Linked DNA regions of Mus musculus: all the other regions are linked to region 1. A link is a contact called in public HiChIP or PLAC-seq and promoter capture Hi-C data. All regions are on one chromosome and are shown on one strand. Each heading gives the region's core, a stretch centred on a gene start, on an enhancer-like site or on the middle of the called end of the contact. The rest is flanking DNA. Distances are from core to core; before and after follow the strand shown. Region 1 holds the start of Ggta1 (glycoprotein galactosyltransferase alpha 1, 3). Region 2 holds the start of Stom (stomatin). Region 3 overlaps Gm13446 (predicted gene 13446). Region 4 holds the start of 4930402F06Rik (RIKEN cDNA 4930402F06 gene).

Region 1 (3,095 bases), core at 406-2,905:
CAAGCTATGCTCTAGATGCCTCTTGGCCAGTTTTCACCCCAGAGCTCAGGACTGGGAGACCTAGCCTAGTAAGCATCCATGGGCAGTCCTTAGCCTGTAGCCCGTGGCCTTTCTCCTTTCTTCCCAGAGAAACACCCAGTGTGGAAAGACCTTCCAGGCTCCCAGGTGTCTGGCTGTAAGCCAAGCCAGTGTCCATGAGACCTTTCCTCATTGCATAGGGTGTCGGTTCCCCACCCCATCACCCAGTAACACCCCCCCCCCCCCACACACACACCCGTAGTTCCTCCTCTGCAGCCCCTATCACCATGGGCAGGTCAGAAGACACAGGCGGCCGTGAGCGATTTCTTTTCTTTTTCTTTTTCTTTTCTTTTTTTTTTTTTTTTGCTGGTTTCAGGCTTTTTTCTGCCTGAGTGGAGATGAAACATCACTCCTCCCACAGATGGGAAAGAGGTGCAGGTTGGGGTAAAGTGAGGGACACCCGATGCATCACACGTGCATCACGCCGGACGTTGTGTTGGGGGTGGGGGTGGGAGTGGACTCTCTAGGCTCCCACTCCTCGGGTCGGCGCACGCCACTTGCCTGCGCCCTAGGCCGCCGAGCTCTGCAGGGGCCAGAGGCGCGCACCCCACCCGACACACCCGGACAGAGCAGCGGCCGGGTCTCCTACAGCGCAGGGCGCCGCCCGCCCGCCCGCCCGCCCGCGTGGTCCCGTCTCCAGCGCAGCAGACAACACACACCCGGCCTGCTTTTGCGGATCAGGTGGGTCCCGCCGGGCGTCTGACACTGAAGCCACGCGAGGGCTTCAGTGGGGAGGAGGTGTGGGCGAGCGGGAGCGCCGCTATTCCGGCCCAGCCCTACCTCGGTCCTTGCTTTTGTCCTGGTCACTCGATCATTTCCTCTGTATCCACTTCTGAACTCTAGGCTCTGTCCCACCCTGAACAGTGTCGCTGCATCTGTTTGCTTACTGGGGTCTCCCGCCACCTTCCCTCGCTATCCGAATAGCTGATATTCAGGGCAGCACAGGGCAGCACAGGGCAGGGCAGGGCAGGGCAGGGCGAGTAGGGCAGATCAGATCCTGGGACCACCGGTACTAACCAGTGAGTGTAGAAAGCAGGAGGTGTCTTTTCCTACTGTAGTTAGGACAGGGCGGGTTGGCTCTTCTTATGGACAAGATGGAAAAGGGGTGCAGGTAGGGGCAAAGTGAGAGACACTCGAATTTGAGAGACAGACAGACTCCTAACAGTGAAGGAAGGACCAAGCCAAAATCAAGCCTGGGCAAAGTCTCAGGCACTAACTTTGCTGTGTTGGGTGATGGGAGGTAATCTCGTCACAACTTTTCAAACCACCTCGTTCCCACTGCAAGGAGACACCATCAAGTGTTTGAAGATGGCAGGGGAACCTCTCAACAAAACACACACACAAACGTTTTATTATTTTATATTTATTTTGCATGCAAAGTACTGTGTTTCATTATGGCATTTTCATACATATGCGATTGCACAAACTCTTGAAAATCATCCAAGAAACAGCAAAGCGGGAAATAATGTTGTGGGGGGGGGGCGCGGAGGAGAGAGAACAGAGACTGGAGAGAGTGCTGTCCTCCTTGCTGCGGGGGCCAGGAAGAGGCTAGGAGGGCGGGGATGTCAACGCCACTAGCTCCTCCCTCAGGAAGGACCCCAGGGACTCTTATTTTTGTAGTTTTGCTTGTCTGGGCCACTATCGGCCCCAGAACAGATCTGACTGCCTCTTTCATTCGCCCGGAGGTAGATAGGTGTGTCTTAGGAGGCTGGAGATTCTGGGTGGAGCCCTAGCCCTGCCTTTTCTTAGCTGGCTGACACCTTCCCTTGTAGACTCTTCTTGGAATGAGAAGTACCGATTCTGCTGAAGACCTCGCGCTCTCAGGCTCTGGGTAGGCAAAGGCGAGGGGGCTCGCCATGGCTCGGGTTGTCCAGGGATTGGGGCATCAGGACTACGGGAGTCTCTGCCTTTTGATAGTGCTTCCTTACAGTTATTTTTGGGAGTAGTTGCTTCTTCCTGATGGGAGCCGCGTGCGGGTCCAAGCTATCTTTTGCAAGTAACAGGTGTCTGGTGACTAAATGCAGGGCTGAACACTTCACTTGGGATTACCTGGTTCCAGGGACTTTGAGTATTGGCGCAGGCCCCAAATGGCCTAGGAGGGGTACCTGGAGACCCTGGCTCCTGCTCCTGTGATCTTACTACATAGAACCGATTCTTTTATTTCTACTTTCTGTGTTAGGAACGCCCCAAGAGGATGTTTTGGGGAGGCCTCCTGTCCCCATTCCCTGTGATTAGGGTCAGTTTTCAGTGGAATGCCTGAGATCAGAAGGCGGGAGATCAATTGATTACTGTCAATGGCCCCCTGTGGCTAAACTTTACCGGAAGCTTTCTCAGTCACAGAGCAGGAAAGGCCGCCTTGCACTGGCCATACTGACTCTGAGCAGCCATTTGCCCGGTTTCTGACACTTCTGAGCCAGGGGCTGACCATGGGTTTTATTCCCTGTGCACTTCTGGGTCTTGGTGAAACTTTTAGTGTACATGGGTCTCTTAGGTTCCCCAGCCTAACAGGATAAGCTTGGCACTGTTGGCTGGATTTATAGAGAAGGAAATCAAAGTTGGGAGAAGCCAAGTCACTGGTTTATGGGTGCTCAGGGTTTGGATTGAATCTGAGGTTGGAATGCACTCCAGCCAGCCTCTAAGGCTTGTGTGCTTCCTGTTTGTTTGTTTGGAGTGTGTGGTTTTGTTTTGTTTTGTTTTGTTTTGTTTTGTTTTGAGACAGGGTTTCTCTGTGTAGCCCTGGCTGTCCTGGAACTCATTCTGCAGACCAGGCTGGCCTCGAACTCAGAAATTCCCCTGCCTCTGCCTCCCAAGTGCTGGGATTAAAGGCGTATGCCACCACAACCTGGTTGCTCACTTTCTATTCAGCATCTCCCACCATGGCAAGAAAACGACTAAGGAACAGATGGCATGACTCTGGGGGGAAGGGCTGGGGAGAGTGGAAGGGAAGAGGTAGTGGGTGGGGCTGAGCATTTCAACAGGTGCAGTTCAGGTATAAATATTATTTTTTGAAGTGAATA
Region 2 (3,095 bases), core at 412-2,911, 120 kb after region 1:
TTTATGGCAGAATGGGGAAAATGAAGCTGTGGACTTTGTCAAGGAAGATTCCGAGAGAACAGACCATTAAGCTACCATAGCCCCCGCCTTCTCTACGAGCAGCTTATCGATAAAAGGCTAACCATGTGATTACATGAGTTGGGACATCATCCCCAGGACTATAAATATTTGACCTATTTTATGGGAAGTCAATTTGAGAAAGCTGAATCACAAAGCTTAAAATTCTAGAACCTTCACCCTCAAGCAAAGGTCGACTTGATCCTTCCCACTGTCACTTTCCTGCTTTCTTCTGGACAATATCAGTGTTCCAGAGCTATAAAGTCAAGGGACAGCATTTCATGAGAGGGAACCACCACAAGGCATCTGGAATTACACAGCAAATACTGTGTGTGTGTGTGTGTGTGTGTCAGAGAGAGAGAGAGAGAGAGAGAGAGAGAGAGAGAGAGAGAGAATGTTTCCAAGAGGGAGCTCTCAGCAGTGATGAACTAGCTCTGTATCTTTATAACTGTGTTTATAAGAATGTATATACATGTGATAAAATGGCATATTTGAATACTTATTCTGTCAGGGCCAATTTCCTATTTTGAGACTGCACATAAAACAGATTTAACTATAGGAGTAACATGAATAGAGGGTCCTTGTGACCACTATAATGTCTTTTCAGCTTTCTGTGATTCTATGTTTATTCAAAATAAAATGCCTTTTAAAAGTTTATTTTGTGTACCTTAATATTTCCCTGAACAGTTTGCATTGGGACAGTCCAGGGAGAAAAACAAAAACAAAAACAAACAAACAAAAAAAAAAACCAGCAGTGATTTTTCAAACATGAGGTTTTCAGTTACAAACTGCAAGGGAGGCAACTTGAGACTGGGAGGGTTCTGGCAAGTGCTTCCTCCAGAGCCTGGACACTGTAAAATGTAATTTTAGAATCCAGGCCCGACCTTTCACCTCTCATGAATAAGTCTGCCCCCATTCCAAGGTTGGCTCTTTCAGGGGACATTTTTCACGGGCCACATCCTTATTTATAGAAAGAAGCCTTTCGGTTTTGATTAATCAAATGGGCTCCGTGCTGTTGCTTTCGAAACACCCTTAGCTTGTTTGTTTGTGGTATAATACAAACTTCACGAGGGCTGGCACTGTGTCCACCTCTGCCCACTGCATCAACTGGGAGGCCCTCGCCTGCTAGAGGCCAAGCGCTCCGTAAGTTAATTTTGTCTGAAAAAAGTAATGTACCGCCTGGAAATTGGTCTTCTTTGGGGCAAGAGCATTGACGCGAACTCCTTCCTCTCACTGCCTACCCGATGTACCAGGCTATACTCAGCACCCTCAGCACGCCCCTCAATCTGCAAGACCCCCACTACAAGAGGACGCCTTCCCCCTCACTAATGCCTGGAATCACAGGATGCCTTGCACCGCTCCTCAGCCCCGCCCTGTTCTCACAGCTTCTCCTCGGATCAACCCACTGGAAGCTGGAGCGAGACTCTGGCAGGGCCTTAAGCATTCTGGCCTCACTGTCTTACCCTCCTAGTATCTGCCTGCCAACACCCCCTTCAGGCCACGCCCCCTCCGGTCACGCACTCTGAGGGCGGGAGAGGCGTGTCTTCTCCTCCATTCCCGGGCACCTATTGGGCGGGCCGCCAGCTGGGGGCGGGACTGCACCAGAGCTTGAGCCCCTTCGTTGCTAACGGCTCTCAGTAAAGCTCCGGCTTTGGGAACTGACGAGTTTTTGAGCGACTCTGACTCCAGCACTATGTCTGACAAACGGCAGTCCAGCCATGTCCAGTCTCAGCGGATCCCTGAGTCCTTCAGAGGTGAGTCTCTCGTCCCCCGCACAGCCTCTTCAAGCCCCCCTCTGGGTCCCGAGACCCACCGCCTGCAGTGAGAACCCCCGCAGACCGCCGGCGTGCCTCCACTGCACTGTGTGCGCTTCGCAGAGCCGTCGTCTTCTTCATTCCTGGGTTCTCGGGCTGATACATGATGATTTGGGGGTGCTGGGGTGCAGCCTGCATGGCAGTCAAGAGGGCGCACTCGCGCGGCAGGGGCGTGTATCCATTGCTCGGCACCCTAGCAGGCAAGAACTGGCTTATCCTTTGGGTCCTAGATGCCAGGTGCCTATCACCAGCGCTTCTTTATCTCGGGCGGTGCACGCAGACCAGGACAGACCCTGGCAGCCAGGAGTGGTAGAGGCGCCTCTTCTGCAGCTTCAGCCTCCTCTGCTCATTCTTGTTTCTTTTCTGCCCCAGCGCCTGGGAGGGGAAGCAAGCAGTCCCAACAAGTAGCCTTCAGCAATCCCTACGTGATCCACAGTCCTCTGAACCAGGGAAGAACTCCCACCCTCTTCCTGCCGTCCCCAGCTTCGGGAAACTAATCAATTTCCTAGTAAAGGGCTAGGCTTCAACCTATGACACAGTAGGCGGTATAGGCAGAAGAAAGGAGGTCTCCCTGGCTTTCCTTCCAGTTCCATTGTCTGTCCCATACTGTGTCCACTTTTGTCTTAGAGATCTCTCCTTCCAGGTAAATAGCTCACCACTCTTCTGGAGCCTTCCTAGTTTTGAAGGCAAGAACTGTTAGCAGGCCCTCAGGCTATCTTCTATAAAAAAATTAGAGCCCTTGAGCGAACTACCTCCTTGAGCCTTTAAATTGTATAACTCCTTGGGGTCAGGAGATGCCCAGTAAGAGAAAATAAACCTCGCAGGAGTCCTGCTATCCTCCTGGGAGCTTTACTAATCTAAAGGAATTATTTCTAAAGATGGAATTTCAGGGAGAATGACACGGTGGAAGAGATTTAGGAGGCTGAGTGGGCTTTTCCATCATCCTGCGGAGACAGCTGTCATCCATTCGGATTATTTGCAAAGCCAACCTGGCCTCCCATCTAACGCCCATCCCCCTGCCCAGAAGCATCTTTAACTCTTTCTCAGGCGAATCTTGAGGATCTCAGATGGCTCCAGAGTGTTGTAATAGGAAACCTACAGGATTCCATCCTCGGGATTATGCAGAAAAGCCTGTGTGTGTATCATTCTCCATACTTTAACCCTTCCCCCAACTGGGAGCATAGCAAAATTAAAGAGAGCCATAGCAAAACTGACCCTTAATAG
Region 3 (3,095 bases), core at 352-2,851, 89 kb before region 1:
AAGAATCATCTGGAAGATCTGCTGTCCCACCAGCCTCTGTTCCGATTCCCAAGAGTTCACATCTGGAAGCCCTCTGAGCCATGCCGTCCTGTTCCTAGATTATGGAGTTTCTTTTAAAGGCCTCAAGTCTCATGGCCAGTACCATCTAACAAGTCCTGGGCCATACCAGGCTACCCTGTCCCTGATGGTAGAAAAGCAAGGGAATGCCACAAACAGATTGTGAGTTCCTTCAGAGGACAATGGCTCCCATGGCCTGTGAGTTAGCAGTCTCAGGGAATCCCACCACACTGTCCCATAAAACCAGGGATCAGGAAAGAAGAGGCAAGCCACTGCCTCCAGGAGTGAAGAGGGAAGAGTTCAGTCCAATTTGGACCCCAGACGTCCCAGTCCTGGGCAGGCAGATGTCTCAGCTGGTAAGGTTCTTGTCATGCAAGCATGAGGATAGGAGTTCGGCTTCTTAGAACCTAAGTGAAAAACCAGGTAGGCAAGGCAGCTTGCCTATAATCCCAGGACCCAGGGACAAAGACAGAGGATCCTTGGAACAAGCTGGCTCACCACACGGTAAAATCTCCAGGGTTAGTAAGATGTTTGTGCTAAGTAAGAAACTAGGAAGTTAAGAAAAGGTGGAAAGACTGATCGAGGGAGACAGGTGACATCAGCCAGCCTGAGGCTTTCGTGCGCCTGTGCACACAAGCATGCATACATGCGTGCACTCGCACATACACATGCAAAACAAAATTTTCTCAAAGAAAGAAATCAGTCATTGGGGTGCTGCTGAGAAGGACCAGTCACCATCCTTCCCAACTAGCTGATCCCAGGGCCGGCTCTCGGCCACAGAGCAGTGTGAATACTCTCAATCCCAGAGCAGTGTGAGCACTCTCAGCCACAGAGCAGTGTGAATACTCTCAATCCCAGAGCAGTGTGAACATTCTCGATCCCAGAACAGTGTGAACACTCTCAGCCACAGAGCACTGTGAATACTCTCAATCCCAGAGCAGTGTGAACACTCTCAGCCACAGAGCAGTGTGAACACCCTCAGCCACTGAGCAGTGTGGAAAGTCCCAAGTCCTTCCAGAAAAGCTGGCTAGAGAGGAATAACTAGAGTTTGGGGCTTTAAGTATTTTCCAGGGTAAGTGGCTCAAAATGGTAGTCTGGGGTCCTCAAAGATCCCCCAAATCACAGTGAACCAGGAGGCCTGCCTTGAGATCCCAGGATCCAGCTGGACTTGTGTCCTGGAAAGGAAACCCCGGCATAATCAGTGACAGTGAGCCTGTACATAGGTCATCACAGGAATGGTGCAAACGTGGAGGTCCTTTTTCTCATCCACCAAGCATCAAGGTCACCATCCAAGACAGTCATAGGTGTCCCCAGATTAGCAACCCCTGGAGACCCCCTCCAGGACATAATCCCATGAGCTAGCAGTCTCCACGGCACACTGTCCCACACATAGCTAGATTACCTGCCAGAACAAAAACTCTGCTCTCTTCTAGGTGGTACTGGACAGTCACGCCGAAGCCAGTCAGGAAAACCCACAAGAAGCCTGCTATGTTTCCCAGATGAGCAACAGTAGCCGTCTGTGCGATTCAGCAAATGCTGCCTGAAGACTATGCCAAAGGAATGACCCAGGGATGAGTCAGCCAGAGTACTAGCCATGGGCATCACCAGCCATAGGAGAGAGGCTCTCAAAGTGTTACCAGGTGAGGAGTCTGCCCACCGTTGCGAGAGACTTAAAATGCTCTTTTACTGTGGACCTTTGGAAGGCTGGACACACGAAAAAAAAAAAAAGTTCCGAGTGCCAGACCACATAGCTGACCCATTGCAGGGCAGGCAAGTTACATGCTGGAGGGGCCACGCAGTAAATATTTCAGACTTTGTAACTCTGCTCAGTTCTGCATTTGTAACTGGAGAACAACTTTGGGCAGCTCCCCAATGAGTGGATGTGACTGTGGATCAATCAAACAGAACTCTTGGGGGCAGGATGGCTCAGAAGTTAAGATCATTTGATGTGAAATTACGAGCAGCAGATCCCAGCACCGTCTGTGGGACAAGTGGACCATGCCAGCAGACAGAAGAACTAGTAAGGTTGAGCAGGTTTAAAACCCCAGGGAATCTTAACATTGAGAATAGCAGGCTTGGAAACAGCTTCCTGCCAAGCTCTTCCTGTCCTGGAACAGGTAAGCATGACACCCCATTGAGAGGACCTCAATCACATAGGGACAACACCTGAAGTCCTTCCCCACACAAATAGAGCATGCCTAACATCCCAGACTGAGCTAGCACGAAGCATCTAACTCTGGACCCCTCCTTATGCCTGGAATGTATATGTTTATTCCTATCCACATGGATAAAGTACACAAGTTATTTCACTGAGAATCATCTGAGAGTGGCTGTTTTATTGAGCTGTAAGACTCTGGGGAAGTTTTCTCTCCTGAAGCATTCATTGCTGGACCTCGGATCTGCCCAGCAGGCTGGACTCTCACCCCTGCTTGCTGCTGCGGCTACTAGCTGCCATTTGTTGTTAGTCATAGCCACTCCCCACCTTGGCGTTGAGATGATGGCAGTGGGAGAAACCCTGACACTGCATGAGCTTCCCTTTGGAGAGCTCTAACACTTTGGCCATTCCAGCCAGTCTAAAGCCCCTTGGAGCCTTTCTTTCTGTCCAGGTCAGAGATCCTTGGATTGCGTTCTGTCTCCCCTGAGCTGCTTGCCAGCAGCTCTCTGGTACCCCAGTGGTGAAGCAGACACACAGCCCTTCACCCGTCTAGTAAAGAGGGCATCCCTAGATGCCCACAGGTGCCTGTGACTCCAGTGCCGAGCTAAGTGGAAGTAGGAGGGTTGCTGGGACATGCTGGCTTCCGCCAGCTTAGCTGAGAACCTGTGAGCCCCAGGTTCAGTGAGAGAACTGCCTCAATGGAAAAGGAAGGTATACAATATCATCTTCTAGCCTTTAAGGCACCCTTACCCAGGCATGTACACACACACACACACACACACACACACACACACACACACACACAAACATACAAACCATTACTTGACACCAAAAGTGGGCTTTCTTATCATTTTCTTATCTAGTCATAAAATAGTAAAATTTT
Region 4 (3,095 bases), core at 191-2,690, 64 kb after region 1:
TTGGATAGACTGGCTGGACTCCAAGCTGCAGGTCATGGTCTGCAGTCTTCACAACAGCAGCCCTGGAGTTCCAGTGGCATGCCCTCACACCTAGACAGTTTATGGGCGTTCTCTGGGATCAGATTAGTGTTCACGTGGCAGACACATTATCAGCTGAGCCATCTTTCCAGCCTAGGCATGCTCCCCACTCCCTCCCAGTGTAACAGACATCGGGCTTGTCTACAAGGGAGTTGCTAGGTTGGGTGGACAGAGGTAACAAGGCTCATTCTAACTGGATGGCACCAGTCAATGTGGGGTCCCAGACTGAATACAAAGGAGAAGGCAGGCAGAGCATCAGCATCTCTCTGCTTCTCGACTGGAGATGGGACCAGCTCTCTCACATCCCTGCTACTAGCATTTCCATCTGTGGTCCAGCAGACAGAACCTTTTCCCTGTGGTTCACAAGCTGCGACCTCGGGGTTTCAGCTTGGGTTCAGGTTGAGGCTCTATGCCAGTGCCATGGCCAACAGGGTTCCGTGCTGCTCGCAGGGCAGTAAGTCCTGGCCTCCTTGTCTCCCCACAGCAGCACATCAGCGGCTCTCAGCTCACATCTCCCTTCCAGCCCTCGCAGCCACTTGGCAATGACAGTGGCTGCATTTGCATTTTTTTTTTTTTTTTTTTTTTTGCTTGTCCTAACTGGATCGTGAGTGTGGGTGCTACTGGCATGTAGTGGGTGGATACAAGGGCACTGCTAAGTGATTCACACTTGCACAGGGTGGCAAACTTCACCCCATCTCAAGAAATGTCATTCGTGGCAATCTTGGAGCGGCTGGAATTACACTCTTTCAGAGTTCACTAACAGATTTATCTGTTTGCCTGTGTGGGAAACTCTAAAGCTCCACTTCCTCCCTAGAAACCAGAGCTAAGACAAAGCAGTTCCCTCTCGTGGACACCAGGGGGCAGGAGTTCCAAAGAGAACCAGTTTCTGGAGTGATGAAAACATTCTTTTTGGTGCTATTAAAGGCAGCGTCATTTGTATAAATGCTATTGATCCTTCATATAAATGGAACTAGCTCTATAGCTTAGTGGTGCTGTAGGTGTACTGTGCAGTTTATCAAATAAACAGGTAGAAATCAACCCTACATATACCACAGTTAATAAAGAAGGCATAAGGGAAGTAGGAGGGAATCTTAACGCTGACTTAGAGGAGAGACACATTGCTTATGTGCGCCAAGGGTGCTACTGTTTGTAGGTGTGGTATGGTTGAGATGTGGTTCTCCCCGTGGAGTTCACACTGAGGTTTGGTTCCAGTGGATAGTGCTGTGTTAGGCATTGACTAGGGATTAATGCTTTTCTATGAGTGAGCTGTCGCTCTGGAGATGGGCTTCTGTGACATGGTTGTTAGCAAGCCTGGCAGCTCCCCTCCACCACTCAAACCCATGCTCCGCTCCACACAGTGCCTCTGGCTGACTGCCACATGGTTTTCAACAGAAACTGAATGGATTCTGGGACATCTGGAGCTGGAGGAACATTTTTTTTTCTTTTTGTAAAGCACCCAGCTTCGGTATTTTGGTGGTAGCAACACAACACACACCAAGAAGTGATCTGGAATTCAGTGGCCCTTGCTTCAACTGCTCTATCAAGGGGAGCTATAGCCTTCAACAACCTGTCCCACCCCTCTCTGGGCTACTCAACTTTATAGGTGACACTGGTCATCAGCATCCATTGGGTAAGAAAGCATCCCAGTAGCGGCGACCACTTGACGACCTCCTCCAGGGTTTCTTGGGCAGCTTACTGCTTTGTATATTTATCAGGTGGACAGGAGACAGTCGGACACTCCCTGTGGTGGAACACCGTCTCCAGAATCCACAGGCAGCCCAACGGAGTTTTTGTCTTTCTTAGTGGCAAGGGACACAACATTTATTCACAATTTACAATTGGCTGCATCTTGGAATTTCCTGGATTGAGAATATTCACATCTGGATCCCATCCAAAGATTGCTGCTGTTCAGTTGTCTTGGTGTAGGCTTGACATCGGGGGTTTTAAAACTTTCCTGTGGGACTGTTAGTCTTGGGACCTTGGAAATGACTGCCATTAGAACAATTTGCTTTTTGTGCATGGCTTTTATTTTGATGTTGTCTTTTTTGGTTTGGGTTTTGGGTTTTTTGTTGTTGTTGTTGTTGTTGTTTCTGTTTCTGTTTTGTTTTGTTTTGGTTTTGGTTTGGCATTTGTTAAAGTTCTTAAATTTCTCTATTAATCATTTTCTTCTAAATTGAATTTGGAAATTTTGGGTTAAATTTGATTTCTGCTCCATTTTCTGCTTTATTAAATTTGTTATATCTTATTTGTGTGGAGGTCCCCTTTAGAGGTCATAGGACAACTTGAGGGAATCAGTTCTGTTGTTTTACTATGTAGGTCTCAGTGACTGAACTCAGGTCCTCAGACTTAGCAGCAAGCACCCTCACTCACTGAGCCATCTTGCTGGCCCATTCCACTTTATCTATGAAACCAGATATATACACATGATAAACATTTTTTAAAAAGATTTATTCATTTATGTATATAAGTGATGCATTTGCATGTGTGTGTACATGACAGAGAGAACATCAGATCTTATTACAAATGTTTGTGAGACATCTTGTTGCTGCTGGAATTGAATTCAGGACCTCTGGAAGAACAGCTAGTGTTTCTTAACTGCCGAGCCATCTCTCCAATCCCAGCTAGACTTCTTTTTTTTTTTAATTCAACTAATTTTTTATGATATTCAACACAATATATATTTCTATACCAATCATAAGAATGATGGACATGTTATTAAATGAACATAAAGTAGATAAGTAGATTTTTGTTTGTTTGTTTGTTTGTTTGTTTTATTTTTAGTAGAGCTTTAAAATCTTGGCTTACTGTGGTACAAACCCTAAATAAGAACAAGTTTTAAACATTGGAGTTCATTGTAATAAGGCTGTACTTCAATGTCCCTCACATCATCAAAGGATTTTACCTCCATAGTAGCTAAGCTAAGAGTTGACAGTTCTGCTGCGCCAAGGAATGAATTGTAGGCACGATTATTTGGATACAGATTTCCTGCTATGTTCAAAGCTATTTGATTTGAGTGA

Evidence for each region. Promoter capture Hi-C pulls out the DNA fragments that hold promoters and counts their contacts. HiChIP or PLAC-seq counts read pairs in DNA pulled down with a chosen protein or histone mark.
Region 2: a contact with region 1 is called in an HNF4G HiChIP or PLAC-seq map of pancreatic cancer cells. The contact joins the promoter of Stom here to the promoter of Ggta1 in region 1. A contact is called at or near these places in 10 of 39 promoter capture datasets (cranial neural crest, embryonic stem cells, hippocampal neurons and 6 more), 1 of 15 datasets of contacts at CTCF or cohesin (the NIH/3T3 cell line), 2 of 484 Hi-C or Micro-C datasets (embryonic stem cells and natural killer cells), 5 of 115 datasets of contacts at active chromatin or transcription factors (the SCID.adh cell line, bone marrow-derived macrophages, embryonic stem cells and 2 more) and 5 of 9 other capture datasets (adipose tissue, embryonic stem cells, liver and 2 more).
Region 3: an HNF4G HiChIP or PLAC-seq map of pancreatic cancer cells shows a contact between it and region 1. The contact joins the enhancer-like site here to the promoter of Ggta1 in region 1. A contact is called at or near these places in 1 of 39 promoter capture datasets (embryonic stem cells), 2 of 484 Hi-C or Micro-C datasets (the N1E-115 cell line and muscle stem cells), 2 of 115 datasets of contacts at active chromatin or transcription factors (extraembryonic endoderm stem cells and pancreatic cancer cells) and 2 of 9 other capture datasets (adipose tissue and liver).
Region 4: a promoter capture Hi-C map of embryonic stem cells shows a contact between it and region 1. The contact joins the promoter of 4930402F06Rik here to the promoter of Ggta1 in region 1. A contact is called at or near these places in 6 of 39 promoter capture datasets (3T3-L1-derived adipocytes, the C10 cell line, embryonic stem cells and 3 more), 2 of 15 datasets of contacts at CTCF or cohesin (CD8 T cells and pro-B cells), 5 of 484 Hi-C or Micro-C datasets (CD4 T cells, CD8 T cells, bone marrow-derived dendritic cells and 1 more), 6 of 115 datasets of contacts at active chromatin or transcription factors (CD8 T cells, the HPC-7 cell line, the SCID.adh cell line and 2 more) and 3 of 9 other capture datasets (adipose tissue, liver and pancreatic islet).

The regions. Positions count from the first base shown.
Region 1 is chr2:35,460,009-35,463,103 of GRCm38.p6, reverse strand. It overlaps Ggta1 (glycoprotein galactosyltransferase alpha 1, 3), which reads left to right and starts at 1,655. Exons shown (of 8, transcript NM_001145821.2): 1 at 1,655-1,909.
Region 2 is chr2:35,335,575-35,338,669 of GRCm38.p6, reverse strand. It overlaps Stom (stomatin), which reads left to right and starts at 1,661. Exons shown (of 7, transcript NM_013515.2): 1 at 1,661-1,811. The coding sequence starts at 1,751.
Region 3 is chr2:35,548,812-35,551,906 of GRCm38.p6, reverse strand. It overlaps Gm13446 (predicted gene 13446), which reads left to right. Exons shown (of 4, transcript NR_045894.1): 4 at 1,491-2,373. Among named protein-coding and RNA genes, the nearest start is that of Gm13446, 8.3 kb to the left of the region's middle. Within about 2 kb of position 1,601, at least 18 of the 459 cell types and tissues checked have an H3K27ac peak or open chromatin away from gene starts, as enhancers often do. A contact at or near this core is called in muscle stem cells and pancreatic cancer cells, where this site is marked.
Region 4 is chr2:35,395,519-35,398,613 of GRCm38.p6, reverse strand. 4930402F06Rik (RIKEN cDNA 4930402F06 gene) reads left to right here and starts at 1,440. Exons shown (of 6, transcript NM_001080709.2): 1 at 1,440-1,708.